Regions from separate parts of the Mus musculus genome. Here regions 1 and 3 are each linked to region 2. A link is a contact called in public promoter capture Hi-C data. All regions are on one chromosome and are shown on one strand. Each heading gives the region's core, a stretch centred on a gene start, on an enhancer-like site or on the middle of the called end of the contact. The rest is flanking DNA. Distances are from core to core; before and after follow the strand shown. Region 1 overlaps Creb3l2 (cAMP responsive element binding protein 3-like 2). Region 2 holds the start of Tmem213 (transmembrane protein 213). Region 3 overlaps Creb3l2 (cAMP responsive element binding protein 3-like 2).

Region 1 (4,226 bases), core at 739-3,238, 680 kb before region 2:
GTGTTGCTGATGCTGCCCACCCATGTCTAGTCTTGAGTATCAAAACTTGCATCCAGGTAGTTCTCAAACTCAGTTTCATTTTGGAATTGCCAGGAAAGGTTGGAAAATCTGTGACGTCCTGATCTTACCCCCAAATCTGAGGCTGTGACACCACTGCCTTCTAAGCTCCACGCCATTGTGACCAGCATCCAAGATTGAGAACCGTTGCCGAACAGTAGAGGTCTTAGTCAGAGCAAAACTTTCACAGCTCCAAAAGTGTTGGAGTCAGTCAAGGAAGTGACCGGAGGTCTAATTAAGAAGGTGGCACACCAGCAGAGTGTCCCCTAGGCCTACGTAAGTACAGCTGAAGAAAGGGGAAGATAGCTGGTGCCCGAGGCTTGCGCCAAGCTTATAGACACCTGTAAATAGCAGCTGAGTTTCACATGCCTCCAACTTGCTAGTCCAGCTCTGAAAATACAGAGCAGAGATTTCTAAACATGGGTTGGAGAACGGGTAGGGCTACAGAACCAGTATTTCAGATAAACAGAGCGAGGGACAGGAAAGGCAAAATGGGAAGAAATTATCCTCGTGACCAGAAATCAGGCTGCTTGCTCATCCATCTCTAACTCCAAGAACGCCTACCTAGCTCCTGTCCCTGTTGACCCAATGTTTATTCACTAGTCCGTGGATTTGCACAATGGGATTCCTCCTCTGGCCCTAGCTATCCCATACGTCTGGGACTAAAATCATGCACTTTCCATACACCAGAGAGAAATCCACCCCACACAGGTAGGAATACATGCCTTGTAGACGATACCCTCCAAAACACTGTGGCTGCCAAGTCCTTGTTGTGAAAGAGGTCACTCTGAGAGTAGAAAAACCCCTAGTTCAAGGCTGCTAGAAGCAGAAACAAGGGAAGAAGGTGGAAGGCAGGCCCAAGAACAAGGAGGAGGAGTGCAAAGGCACAGAGGGACCAAGAGAGAAAGGAAAGAGCAGTGGCCATGTGGAAGAGGTGGGCAGGGATGGTGGCAAATTCCTCTTGCATGCCTCAAGGACTATGGAGTGAGTGTCCTGGGGTCAGGAGTGCCTCAGCCCTCAGCCAGGCCCAGTCTCTGCATCTACACTCTTCAAGTACACTCTTGTTTGCCAGGTTTTGAAGGGCTTTTAAGTGACTTAAAGGGAACTTAACAATTCGAGGTCAAATAAAATTCAAAATGGGTGTAGAAAAGAATTAGCAATACCAAGAACAAGGAAAGAAGTTAAAAGAAGCAAGGGGCTGGAAAATACTCCCGTCTGAACCGCAATCAACTCAGAAACGTCCACTGACGCTCCAAATCAGAGAGCCTGCAACAGCCCGCCAGCCAAGGTCAGTGTACCGGACCAGAGGGGAAATGGTGTCTTTACTCAGGGACCTGTGAGTGAGTACAGGGCCAGAGCCCACCACTGATGGTCAGAAAGGTCACTTTCAACCTGTTAGAATCCCAAGAACGTGTTAAGAGGCCTTTAATTAGCAACACGATGTAACATGGCTGCTTTTTTTTTTTAACATTCATGAGAGGTGCCAATACACAGTCTATATCTAATATCCTAGAGAGCATTCCAGAGGTTTCCAGTCCAATTCAAGTCTCGGAGTACTTTGAAAGCCACTGGCTTATAGTCTCAGAGTACTTTGAGAGCCACTGGCTTATAGTCACCCGAGTACTCTAACACCCCTGTGCATCAGTGGCTTAGGCTGCTCTTGCAGGGAAAACACACCAGGTTTCTGGCCGGTTACAGCACTATTTCCAACCAACAAAACTGCTTACTGTCAAAGCAGGATTCCCATCCACCACATAGGAGAGCTTTACAAATGCCTGTTCCAAGTCCACTCCCCTGCAGCCAACATCTGGCCCTGGTTACTCTGACTCCATGGCCTTTCTTTCTTCTCCCATTCACCTCTTGGGTGCCTCTTCGTTGCAACTGTAGCTGTGAGCCCTCTTAGCCTGCACTCCTCAGGGGCAGGGCTGAGCCTTACAAGGAACGGTTTTTGCGATCATTCCAGAGGGCCGGATTCCAGGCCCTGCACTCAGAGGCAGCCCCTTAATTATTGTTGGCCAGCCGCTTTTCCTGAGAAAGCATAATCACGCCTTTTGATTCCTACACACAACACCGCCTGTTTCCCTGTTCCCCACATCTCCAGTTCCACCCATGTTCCAGCCACAGTTAACAGGTCAGAACAAGCACCCACCCAGAAGTATCCAAAGGACCACTGAGGATTTCGTCCCCGTCCTCTGAAGGAAGCAGTCCCTCCATCTGTTGGGTGAAGGGACTGTGATCAGCTCCCAGCTCGTCTCTAGACCAATGACTGCGTAAGCCTGGTCAAATGGGACTCTGATGTCACAACAGACACTGCTGCTTGGCCATGGGGTATCCACCTTTCTCATCCAGGTTTCATCCTGGGTAGAAAGACGCTCAGCTATAATGAAAGCCTTCTTTCTGGCCACTCTTTTGGGAGAGGTGGTCAAAGAAAGGCAAGTGGGCTTCTGATGAAGGTAGAGGAATCCTTGGCTTCTCAATCCAGGCTTTCCTGATTCACCTTTCCACTTCCTTCCATCAGTGTAAGCATAGGTTGCAAAGGACGCAGCTGACTTTGCAGTCATAAAAACAAAGGTCTCTGTGATAAAGATGGAAGAATAAATGCATAGGAAAATTCCAGGCCCGTGAACACTGGCCAGTAACTACAAGAGCCCTGGAGGACTTAGAAGGAGCACTCTTGGTTCATGGCATAAGTAGGTTCTTAACCTGTTTAAATTGCTGGGCTTTCAAGATGGTCACCAATGTGCTTGTGATTTTTATAGTTTTTAAATTGTGACGGGTGTGGGGGTTTTTTGGTTTGTTTGTTTGTTTTATTTTTCTAAAAGCAAATTGGCTGGGGTGAGTTTCTTAAGTGAGCAGTAAAAGAGAAAAGTCTCTCAATCAGGGGATTTCTCTATCAGTTGGCAAAGACCATTTCATGAAAGACCAAAGACATCAGAAAGCCTCCTGTTGGAGGCTGCTTGGGTACCTGCTTAAAACATGTCAGCTGTGTAGCCAAGGGCTCACTCTCTCACGGTCAACGCCAAGAACCACAGTGACATTTTCGTGAAAATAAAAAGCGTAACTTCCGAGGGAGATGGAAATTTAGACACAGGCTTCTAGAAGCTTCTTCCTGAAGCTTCACTGAATGTGTCAGGAGACACTGTAGGAAAGGGCCCATCCATAGGGAGGCGTCTCCGTGACTTTCTGTTGTATGATGGGGTTAACGGGTCCAGATGAAAGGAAAGAGAGATACCATCTTACAGCCCAGGTCTCAGGAGGCTCTCTGAGGAGGAGAACAACTCAACTTCCATGGACACGTATTTATTATTTTTGACAGGATGTAACCCTGACTGACCTCAAAACTGTGATGACCCGGTTATCCCTTCCTCCTAAGTGTTTAGATTACAGGCATGTACTACCACTTGAGGCTATTTTTATGACCTTCTTCAGAAAGTTCAAGACTGGATGCAGCCCAGAGGAACTCCATGTGACTTCCTTGTCCTCACTCCTGTTCCTCAGTGCCATGGTAGAACAGCTCTGCTGGGAAGCTGGGGGTAGGGAAGGAGTGTCATAAAATGGAGGGGTTATGAGCTTTGTGAAGCTGTGGGTTGTAGTCCCACATGGGTCACTCAACCACGATTATGGTCCCCCTCCTCCACTCTTCTCATGCTAACAGATTCCTCTAAATAGCAAGGAAAGCTATTTGCATAAGGTAAACATGAAGTTGGTAATCTCAGTGTCGAGTAATGGACAGTTGCTCCAGCGGCTGACAGGTATCTTGTCCCCTCTTGCTGTAACTCTGTGGTGGTTTGAATATGCTCAGGCCCATAGGTAGTGATACTGTTAGGAAATGTGGCCTTGTTGGAGGAAGTGTGGGGGTGGGCTTTGGAGACACACCATGTCTCCTTCTATTCTTAGATACCACACATTGCGGAAGAGAGCTCCCTCCTAGCTGCCTGAGGATGCCAGGCTCTCCTGGTGGTCTTCAAATCAAGATGCAGAACTCTCAGCTCCTCCAGCACCATGCCTGTCATACTTCCTGCCATGATGATACTGGACTGAACCTCTGAACCTGTCAGCCAGCCCCAATTAAATGTTGTCCTTTGTAAGAGTTGCCTTGATCACGGTGTCTCTTCACAGCAATGGAAACCCTAAGACTAACTTCAAGAATACAAACACCTGCCTCAACA
Region 2 (4,258 bases), core at 1,102-3,601:
TCTTCTGTCTTGTATTCAGGACCATTTACAATCTGTTCTTAGTCCATCCAGATAAACTGTGGCGGAACAGTACGATCATCAGTATCTAGTCAAGGGGATATACTAATGCCCGGCCGGAGGCCCTCTGTATATCAATTTCCTTGTGCCTGGTGAGCTACACTCCATTGCAGAGCTGGATCAAACATCCCATCCCCATCATGGAATGCCCTCTCGACCCCTTTATCCCCAACCAAAGGCCTGCCCACAGTGTTGCTACTTGGACACAGGTGAATGTCCAAACAGTGTCTGGTTTGCCCTGGACTTTTCTCAGAAAGATCTGAAATTAAACTTCCTGACACTCGTCTACCCAATTCCCCCAACTCAGGGCTACTATTAATTTATTCCTTTGGAAAAACCTAAAGCAAGTGACCTCCGGGGCCACTACACATGTGTGTCCATAGAGCTTCTCTTATTTATTTTACTTTTTGTGGTTGTTGAGGCTTATCGGCTTGGGGGGTTGCGGGTGGGGAGGCTCATGTAGCCGGGGCTGGCCCAGGCTCGATCTTCGCGCTCTCATCTCTTAATTCCTAGCATTACGGGAGTGAGACGTGATCGCCTTTTGCAGAGCTTTCAGTGAGCTAGACTGCAGCCATAGTGATCCTTACTGGGCTGTGTGTAGGTACACAGGGGATAAAGTTCTGAGCTAGCCCTGCTGCCACTGGAAGAACCCATCAACTCCCATCTGCATATGCAAACGTCAACATGCAGCTAGACGTCACTTCCTCTGTATGCTCCTCCCCTGCCCGCCCCCCCCCCCCCCCCCCCCGCTCCAAAATAACCACTATCCCTCCCCTCTTTCCATTACTGTCTTTCCATACTGCATTCAAGTTCTTCCTTGCTTGGTCTCTGATGGAGTGTGCGCTCCTCAAGGACAGAAACCATGTCTGTTACCTCAGAGTCTCAAATGGCGCTCCTGGGCGCTTTTCACCCTCAGGGTTGAGTGTGGAACACACCGATGCAACACACCGATGTCAGCTCCCTCTTCTCCGCTTTCACTTCCTGAGATTTCAGTTACTTGGCCTCAGTTATACGCTGTTCATATTAAGTGGAAAATTCCAGAAGCAATTCCTAAATTGTTATTATTGTTGTATTTATAAGCAAGACTCCTTTTTAAAAATTTTATTTCATGTGTATTGGTGTCAGATACCCTGGGACTGGAGTTACAAACAGTTGTGAACTGCCATTGTGTGCTGGGGATTGAACCCAGGTCCTCTGGAAGAACAATTAGTACTCTTAACCACTAAGCCATTCCTCCAGCACCCACTATTTTGTTCTTGGAGACAGAGTTTCTCTGTGTAGCCCTGGCTGCCCTGGAACTCACTCTGTAAACCAGGCTGCTCTCAAACTCAGAGATCCATCTCTCTTTCAGGCATGCCGAGATCAAAAGCATGCTCTACCACCACTACCACAACCAGGCATTCCTAAGTTTTAAATAGTACATAATACATTGTTATAATTGCTGCTTAATTATTAGTTGTGTTAGTAATCTTACTATAACCATAAATTAAACGTTACCATAGGTATGCATTTCTAGGAAAGTGCGTACGTGCAATGCATGCGCGTGTATTCCAGCAGTATTCATGGTTTCAAGCATCCACTTGAGTTCTTGGAATGTACTGCCTTAGGTAAGGACACTTAAGAATACTGTCAGTCAAACATTTAGGCTAAAAGCAGCAGTCACAGATTGCCACTACTCAGTTCAGGACCTTCACACAGCCTCCCTCTTGCTTCCTGACACAGGCACAAATCTCCCTATCCAGAGTGGGACCAAATTTATCTATGTCAGGGTCACAGTGGGCTTCAAAGGAGTTTCCTACTGCAGGGCCTCTTTCTCCTCTCCACCTGTCAAAATCCTATGCATTCCTCAAGGCCCTGTCTGAATGTCATTTTGCTCCCTAAAGTGTCTCATCAGCAGAGGTGACTGGACTCTTGTTGCTGATGCCCAGAGTCCTTAGTCATGCAATCACTTCCCAGGTTGCTCAGGATCTTGGGTTTCTGTAATGCCAACACGCTAAGCTGGGGTGTTTGCAGGTTATAGCATAGTTCAGTGCACACAGCTGCAGGTAAGCAATAAATAATTGATAATTACTCAAATCAATAAGTAATTGATTTAGAGAATCTACACTATGCCTGCAGCTGAAGCAACAGCAAGTGCAGGTCTAAGGGAATCGCCTCCCTCTTCCTCAATGGGAACTCTTGTCTCAGGGAAGGAGGCCGGGATTGCCCCTCCCCTCCCCCAGCCACAGTTACAGAGGCAGGTGTGACAGGCATTTCACCTGGCTCCACCTTCTTTCTTTACCCCCAAACACTGAACAGACTCCCAGTTCCTGCAGGACAGGAGTCACCTCAAACCCAGCACACACAGGACACATGTTCTCCACCCCAGGGCACCTCTGCAGCAACATGGCCCAGTCAGGTGTCTTCCTCCGAAACCCTGGGCACCTCACCTCTGCCCCGCAGGCCGCCCTCCTCTTCAGCCTGGTCCTCACCTCCTTCCACTTATCCTGCGGTACAGGTAACAGTAGTTCTGAGCTAGTTCTTGGCCACCTTGGAAAGGGGAGGGCAGGACTCAGGGAAGGGGAGGATTCCTTGGCCAGGGTTGGTCCTGCCCAGAGGAAAGAGGAAACGGGAGTCCCTTCCCTGGAGGATTAGAAACAGAGCCGGCAGGGGTGGGAGTCAGCTGGGGGCGTCTTGGGTTCCTGGCAATCAATTCCTTTGGTAGGACAGCAGCAATCACCCCTGTTGACCCTTGCCACAAAACAAAACACAACAAACAAATTTGCCAATTTGCCAGCAGGCATCTCACTCATCAGGGGACCAAACTTGTAGAAAGGGGTACGGCTGGCTCCCCTGCTATTTCCCATAGCTCTTCCAAGGCTCCCTCAGGATGGACCCTCACCTCCCCTTAGCACCGCCGCAGAGGCTCCTTCCAACCCGGACTGCCCGGGCCAATTTGAAACTGGACCGCTGCTACCTCGGCTCTCTAACCTCCTCCTACCCCTCCCCCTCCCTGCGCCTCCTCAGGGCTGGCATCAGAAGCACAGCACAGTTTCTCACCCTGGGTAGTTTCTTTTCTCACATGGGAAGAGGCTTAGCTTTCCTAGCTGGGTTCTACACCTGAGCATCTAGCAGTCTGGCTTCGTCTCTCCTGATCCTGGCACTGACCTTGTCTCAAGCTTCCTTGGAGTGACCCCACTCCCTGGCACACCCTTCTCAATACTCTGTCATCCTGAGTCTCTAGTCTAGGAACTGTCAGAAGGCTCTTGGGACCCTTCAGAGCTACAGAACCTTGACGCCTCTCTCCTCATCTTGCTTATTAGCTGTGTGATCTTGAGCAAATTACTTTACCTCTCTGTGCCCCAGATTCCTTGTTTATAACACTGGGGAGTCAAGGGTGGTTTGTGATTTATTTTGTAAAGAGGAGATGAGTCACAGCTTGTAAATAATTTACAACAAAACAAGCACACAGTTAATGCCAGCAGCTATGATTATTATCAATTTATCAACCACATACTGATACATTGAGGGGGCGAGGTTTTATGGTTGTTCTTCTTCTGTTTACCATGACAGTGCCTTTTGGGTCTCCCCTAGTTCACCAATCCCTGGTTGGTTCTTAGAACACTGAAGGGTGATATTCAAATATAAAGCCCCTGATAAAAAGAGAGTTTTGACCTCTAAGAATCGCAACCTCACAGGATTCAAGCTAATACTGGCATCTCGTTAATTTTCCCCCCATTCATTTACTCTGTCCTGAGAATACTCCCACCCTAGGTGGAGAGACAAGCTAATGACATGACTTGGTTTTGAAGGGAATTTCTAATGTCCAGGAATCAGTTTCTCCAAAACTGGGCTCCACTCTAAACTATGTAAATGATTTACAACACTAGTCAGATTGTATCAAGGTTATTAGCATACTTTAGGCGGGATGGCGGGACTGGGATTGGGTGGCAGCAGTTCTATGGCTGTGGTTGAGTAACAACTTTCTTCCTTAATTCCCCTGCCCTGTGTAAACACCACCTCTGAAGGACAAGCTGACCCACGGGCAGTGGGGCATTAAGAGCTCTAAGCCCTCCTTTCCATTTTCAAGTAGACAGTCATAGAATTTCCCGAAAGGCTCTTCAAAAGTCAGTCTCTTGGGCAGGGGCACGGCTCACTTGGGGGAGGGCTTGTTGAGCACACGCAAGGCTCAATCTGCAGCATCGCCCGAAGCCAGCACGGT
Region 3 (3,811 bases), core at 566-3,065, 770 kb before region 2:
GGCCTAACGGCTGCAGTCCACAGACATTTCGAGAATGGTGAAATTATCCCTTTCTCAAATCCAGTGCCTCCAAACTTGCTGTGTGTTGTTGCTAATAGAGCTGTGCCACTCGGTGTATATTCCCTCCTTGTTCCCCTCTGTTTTCTAAATACTCAAAAGATTACCATTGGTCAAGGTGAGAACAGTATATGCTATCTGGTGAACATCTCTGAGCATCCAAAGTCTTGAGCCCAAGACAGATGAGTTCTTTAATTTTTGTTGCAAACTCTCACTGCAACACCATATAACTCCCCTCAGGGAGTCAGAGACTCTGAGATATCAGAGCAAGCTAAATGTCCTCCTCGCTCTCTGGTCTTCCAAGATCCACATCGCCCCACCCCACCCCAAGTCAGAACTCCAAAGGGGGTGTCAGGGCTTATCAGAGAAGGAATCTGGAGCACTAGGGACTTCTGTTAACTCTCTGTGGAATTCTTGAGAATTCCTGGTGCTACCCAGGGAGTCCAGTGGCCACTCCCAGAACACCCCACCTGCAAACAGAGATGCTCTACTCTTACACATGGGTTGGGATCCCTTGCAGAGAGCTCGGAAAGCCAACTGCAGGCAAACAAAAACAAGGTGGTGACTTACCCACGGAGGCTGTGTATGGCTCTGACAGAGGATGCTGGCTGGGCAGAGCCATCTTGGTGGCAGAAGGATAAGGCCCATAGCCTTGAAAGAAGCTTCCAAATGCAACAGCAAAGCAAAGCACAACGACCTAGAGGTAAGGAGAGAACACGGGGAGCTGTAGAGCTCAGACTGTGGGTGGCTGACCTCTGGGAACAAGGGACAAGAAAGAGCACAAGTCTGTTAGGGGTCAGGTCACCCTCACTTGTGTCCTTGAAATGACGAGACAAGGGGAAGCCTTGGAACGGGATGTATGGTCTCTCTGGCTTCATTCATTGTTAGCATTTTCAAGGTAGGGGAGTCTGGAAATGGGGGGCTTGCCAGGGGAGGAAGTCCCTTTGGGAAACTCACCATGAGGCAGGTGCCAGTCTGTGTGCCAGCTAACTTGCAGGTTCGAGAGACCTTCCCCATCACCAAAGTCTGAAGCTTCTGAAGTTGCTGAAGGAGAGTCCTGCCACGGTGATAAGTGAAAGTCAGGAAGGGGCACGTGAGAGCGAGCTGCTCTGAACGACTCTCCCGCAGAAGTCATAGCGGCTTCACACCTGTGACTGAGCAGGGTCTGGAAGCACGGCAAAAGGACTACACCTGGGCGGGTGTCCTTTGGACTACACCTGCTGGCAGCGCCACCGCAGAACCCCCTGGAGCTTCAGAGTCAGCCTTGACAACAGCTCTGCAGCCTGCAGCTGTTCTGGGCAAGAGAGGAGCCCCCAAATCAACCCTGACAGGCAGAAACTTGTCTGTCAGCCAATGAGGGAAGAAAAGGACACTCTGGTTGGATGACTCCCCTCTCTCCAAGTTCCTATGTTCAGACTGAAGCTGCAATATAATGATAATAGGCAGGGGGTGTGGGGTGAGTAGCCTTGAGAATAGAGTTTTAATAACAGGACGAGTGCCCACATAAGGGGCTAAAAGTACAGTTCTTCACTACATGGGAACACAGCTAGGAGCTGTCGTTTTTTTCTTTGCACCAGAAGGCAGCCTTTACCAGACACCGAATCTGCCAGCACCTTGATCTTGGCCGCCTCTGCCTCCAGTACAGCAAGAAATGCATTTCTGTTGTTTCCAAGCCAGTCCTTTTATGGTATTGTGTTACAGCAGTCTGAACTGACTAGGGCAGTGGTAATTACAAAGGAGGCTCGTTTCACCAAGAGATGAGAGACACTGATCTATAAAAACAAAAACAAGAGAAGGAGAGAAACAAAGGCCGGCAGAGAACAATAGCAGGAGGGGCCAGAGGTGGTGGCTTGACTGGAAATGGCCAGTCCATCAGTGAGCGGCAAGTTTACACAGAGCACTCTGCAGAGGAAGGGAGGGAGCAGGGAAGAGGAGAGAGGGAAAGGGGGATGGTACTCCCCAGCTAGGACAACTGTGGATGTTCAGAGATGAGGACAGCAGTATACACACTGTAATATCAGGATGTTGTGTGGGAGCATCTTTGCAAATCCTAAACCAAGAATGGCAAGACATAGCAGGGGTCTGGCAGCACATCCTCCCAGGTTAGAGTGTCTCCCGGGACTCAGGGGGACTAGCATAAAGCCTGGGACCCCTGCCTCATTCTCATCAGCTCTGCTCAAGGCCGGCATCCACTACAAAATGGAAAGGGTTTGTGAGAACATACGGTCTGAGTATCAAAGATTTTCAGAAAACAGCGAACCGTGATGGAATGTTTGAAAGCCAGGCAAGAAGAATTCTGGGATTTCCTCACATCTTGCTTGCCATCACAGCCTACCCGCGGCATGTCTTTCCAATGATGAAAACACATGCAAGCTTTTCTGAGGTTTGTAATTCTGTCCTGCCCAGTATCAAAGACATGAATTCTCTTAGTTTAAGCAAGGGTAGGCTGGCTTTGAGATGGTTTTCCTTTCTGCAGTATCAGTGGAGGTAGACTTGGTGAAAGAATTTGAACAGCCCTCAGCACACATGGTAGAAGGCTTTCTAAACTCAAAAAAATCTCCCTGTGGTCCTACCCACTCTGTGTTTTTTGCCATGTGGAATAATTTTAGGATAGCAAGATAATATTTCCTATGGAAGGCTATTGTACTCAATCATACTTTTCATTTTGGCTATATAAAAGCATGACCAGATGGGGTTAGACATGACCCTTATTAATTTATCAAAGTAGGATTTGCTTTAAAAGCACACTGCATGTTGCTCAAGGTGAAGAAATGCTGATAGCACACTTATTTTAAATTCCACTTTAAAAGTTCATAACCAAGAGTCCCTGTGCTGCAGAACTTTCTTCTGTCGTAGAATTTCCTCTCTGTCCTGCCTAAGCTTCCTCAGAAGCCTCTGCACTACCCACCAACACAGCCCCCACCGCAGCAGCACCAGATACTGAGTGAGCTCTTGCCTGGCCAATGGCTCAGTGGAACTCATTCTACAGACTTGCCATCCTGCCAGCCGTAGCATGTGTGTGTGTAGCATGTGACTGTCATCTGTAATGCCAGCCCCAAGTTCCTCTCGAGGTTCTCCCTCAAGTCCTGGGACCTATATACAAGCAAGCCCACAGGCAGGAACACTTCTTCCAAGGCATCGATCCTAAGGTCTTGGGCTGCCTGCTGAACTACAGCAGGGACCTCACTGCTTCCAGCGTTGGCTGATGCTGTCACTGGGTGCCCCAACTCTGCCTTGAGCATTCTTGTGCCAGGATGTAAGCTCAGCTGTAAGCTACACAGGGATGGTCATCTTCTCTCTACCCAGCCTTCAGCTAGAAGGACCCTTCCCAAGCTGTACCAATGCCATCTACTTTGCTCCAACATCCTCTGGTGGCTTGGAAGCAAAAACATAAATATTATTTATTTATATATTTTTTTGCCTGTTTATCATCAAACATTCTACACTTCCTCTCTGCCCACCCACGGTCTGAGAAAACAGATTCCCCAGGACAACAGAAATACCCCTCCCTTCCAATTTCTAGGTAAGACTCCTGGGATTAGCATCCACTTTCCTAAGACAAATATTCTTCCAGGTACCCCCCTGAAAAGGGACTTTTAGCAAGGAAGATATCCCAAAAGCGCCTTGGTGGGATGAGTGGCACAAGTTCCAAGCCAGACCTCCACCACAACCCTCCCAGTTACAGTGCCAGATGCTCTAAGTTTGGGGGAATTGTTGGAGGAAGCCAGAAAGGCTAAGCTCACTGATTTGACAT

Evidence for each region. Promoter capture Hi-C pulls out the DNA fragments that hold promoters and counts their contacts.
Region 1: a promoter capture Hi-C map of stem cell-derived epiblast-like cells shows a contact between it and region 2, with 3 times the contacts expected there. The contact joins the enhancer-like site here to the promoter of Tmem213 in region 2. A contact is called at or near these places in 7 of 39 promoter capture datasets (the C10 cell line, cranial neural crest, frontonasal cranial neural crest and 4 more), 1 of 115 datasets of contacts at active chromatin or transcription factors (extraembryonic endoderm stem cells) and 1 of 9 other capture datasets (embryonic stem cells).
Region 3: a promoter capture Hi-C map of embryonic stem cells shows a contact between it and region 2, with 4 times the contacts expected there. The contact joins the enhancer-like site here to the promoter of Tmem213 in region 2. A contact is called at or near these places in 5 of 39 promoter capture datasets (the 3T3-L1 cell line, embryonic stem cells, hematopoietic stem and progenitor cells and 1 more), 2 of 115 datasets of contacts at active chromatin or transcription factors (embryonic stem cells and trophoblast stem cells) and 1 of 9 other capture datasets (adipose tissue).

What each region holds. Positions count from the first base shown.
Region 1 is chr6:37,422,558-37,426,783 of GRCm38.p6, forward strand. The region is part of intron 1 of Creb3l2 (cAMP responsive element binding protein 3-like 2); the gene reads right to left. Among named protein-coding and RNA genes, the nearest start is that of Gm33275, 6.6 kb to the left of the region's middle. Within about 2 kb of position 1,989, at least 53 of the 459 cell types and tissues checked have an H3K27ac peak or open chromatin away from gene starts, as enhancers often do.
Region 2 is chr6:38,107,002-38,111,259 of GRCm38.p6, forward strand. Tmem213 (transmembrane protein 213) reads left to right here and starts at 2,352. Exons shown (of 3, transcript NM_029921.1): 1 at 2,352-2,554. The coding sequence starts at 2,410. The region is part of intron 1 of Atp6v0a4 (ATPase, H+ transporting, lysosomal V0 subunit A4); the gene reads right to left.
Region 3 is chr6:37,335,201-37,339,011 of GRCm38.p6, forward strand. Creb3l2 (cAMP responsive element binding protein 3-like 2) reads right to left here. Exons shown (of 12, transcript NM_178661.4): 9 at 1,015-1,114; 10 at 628-754. Among named protein-coding and RNA genes, the nearest start is that of Dgki, 37 kb to the left of the region's middle. Within about 2 kb of position 1,816, at least 68 of the 459 cell types and tissues checked have an H3K27ac peak or open chromatin away from gene starts, as enhancers often do. A contact at or near this core is called in embryonic stem cells, where this site is marked.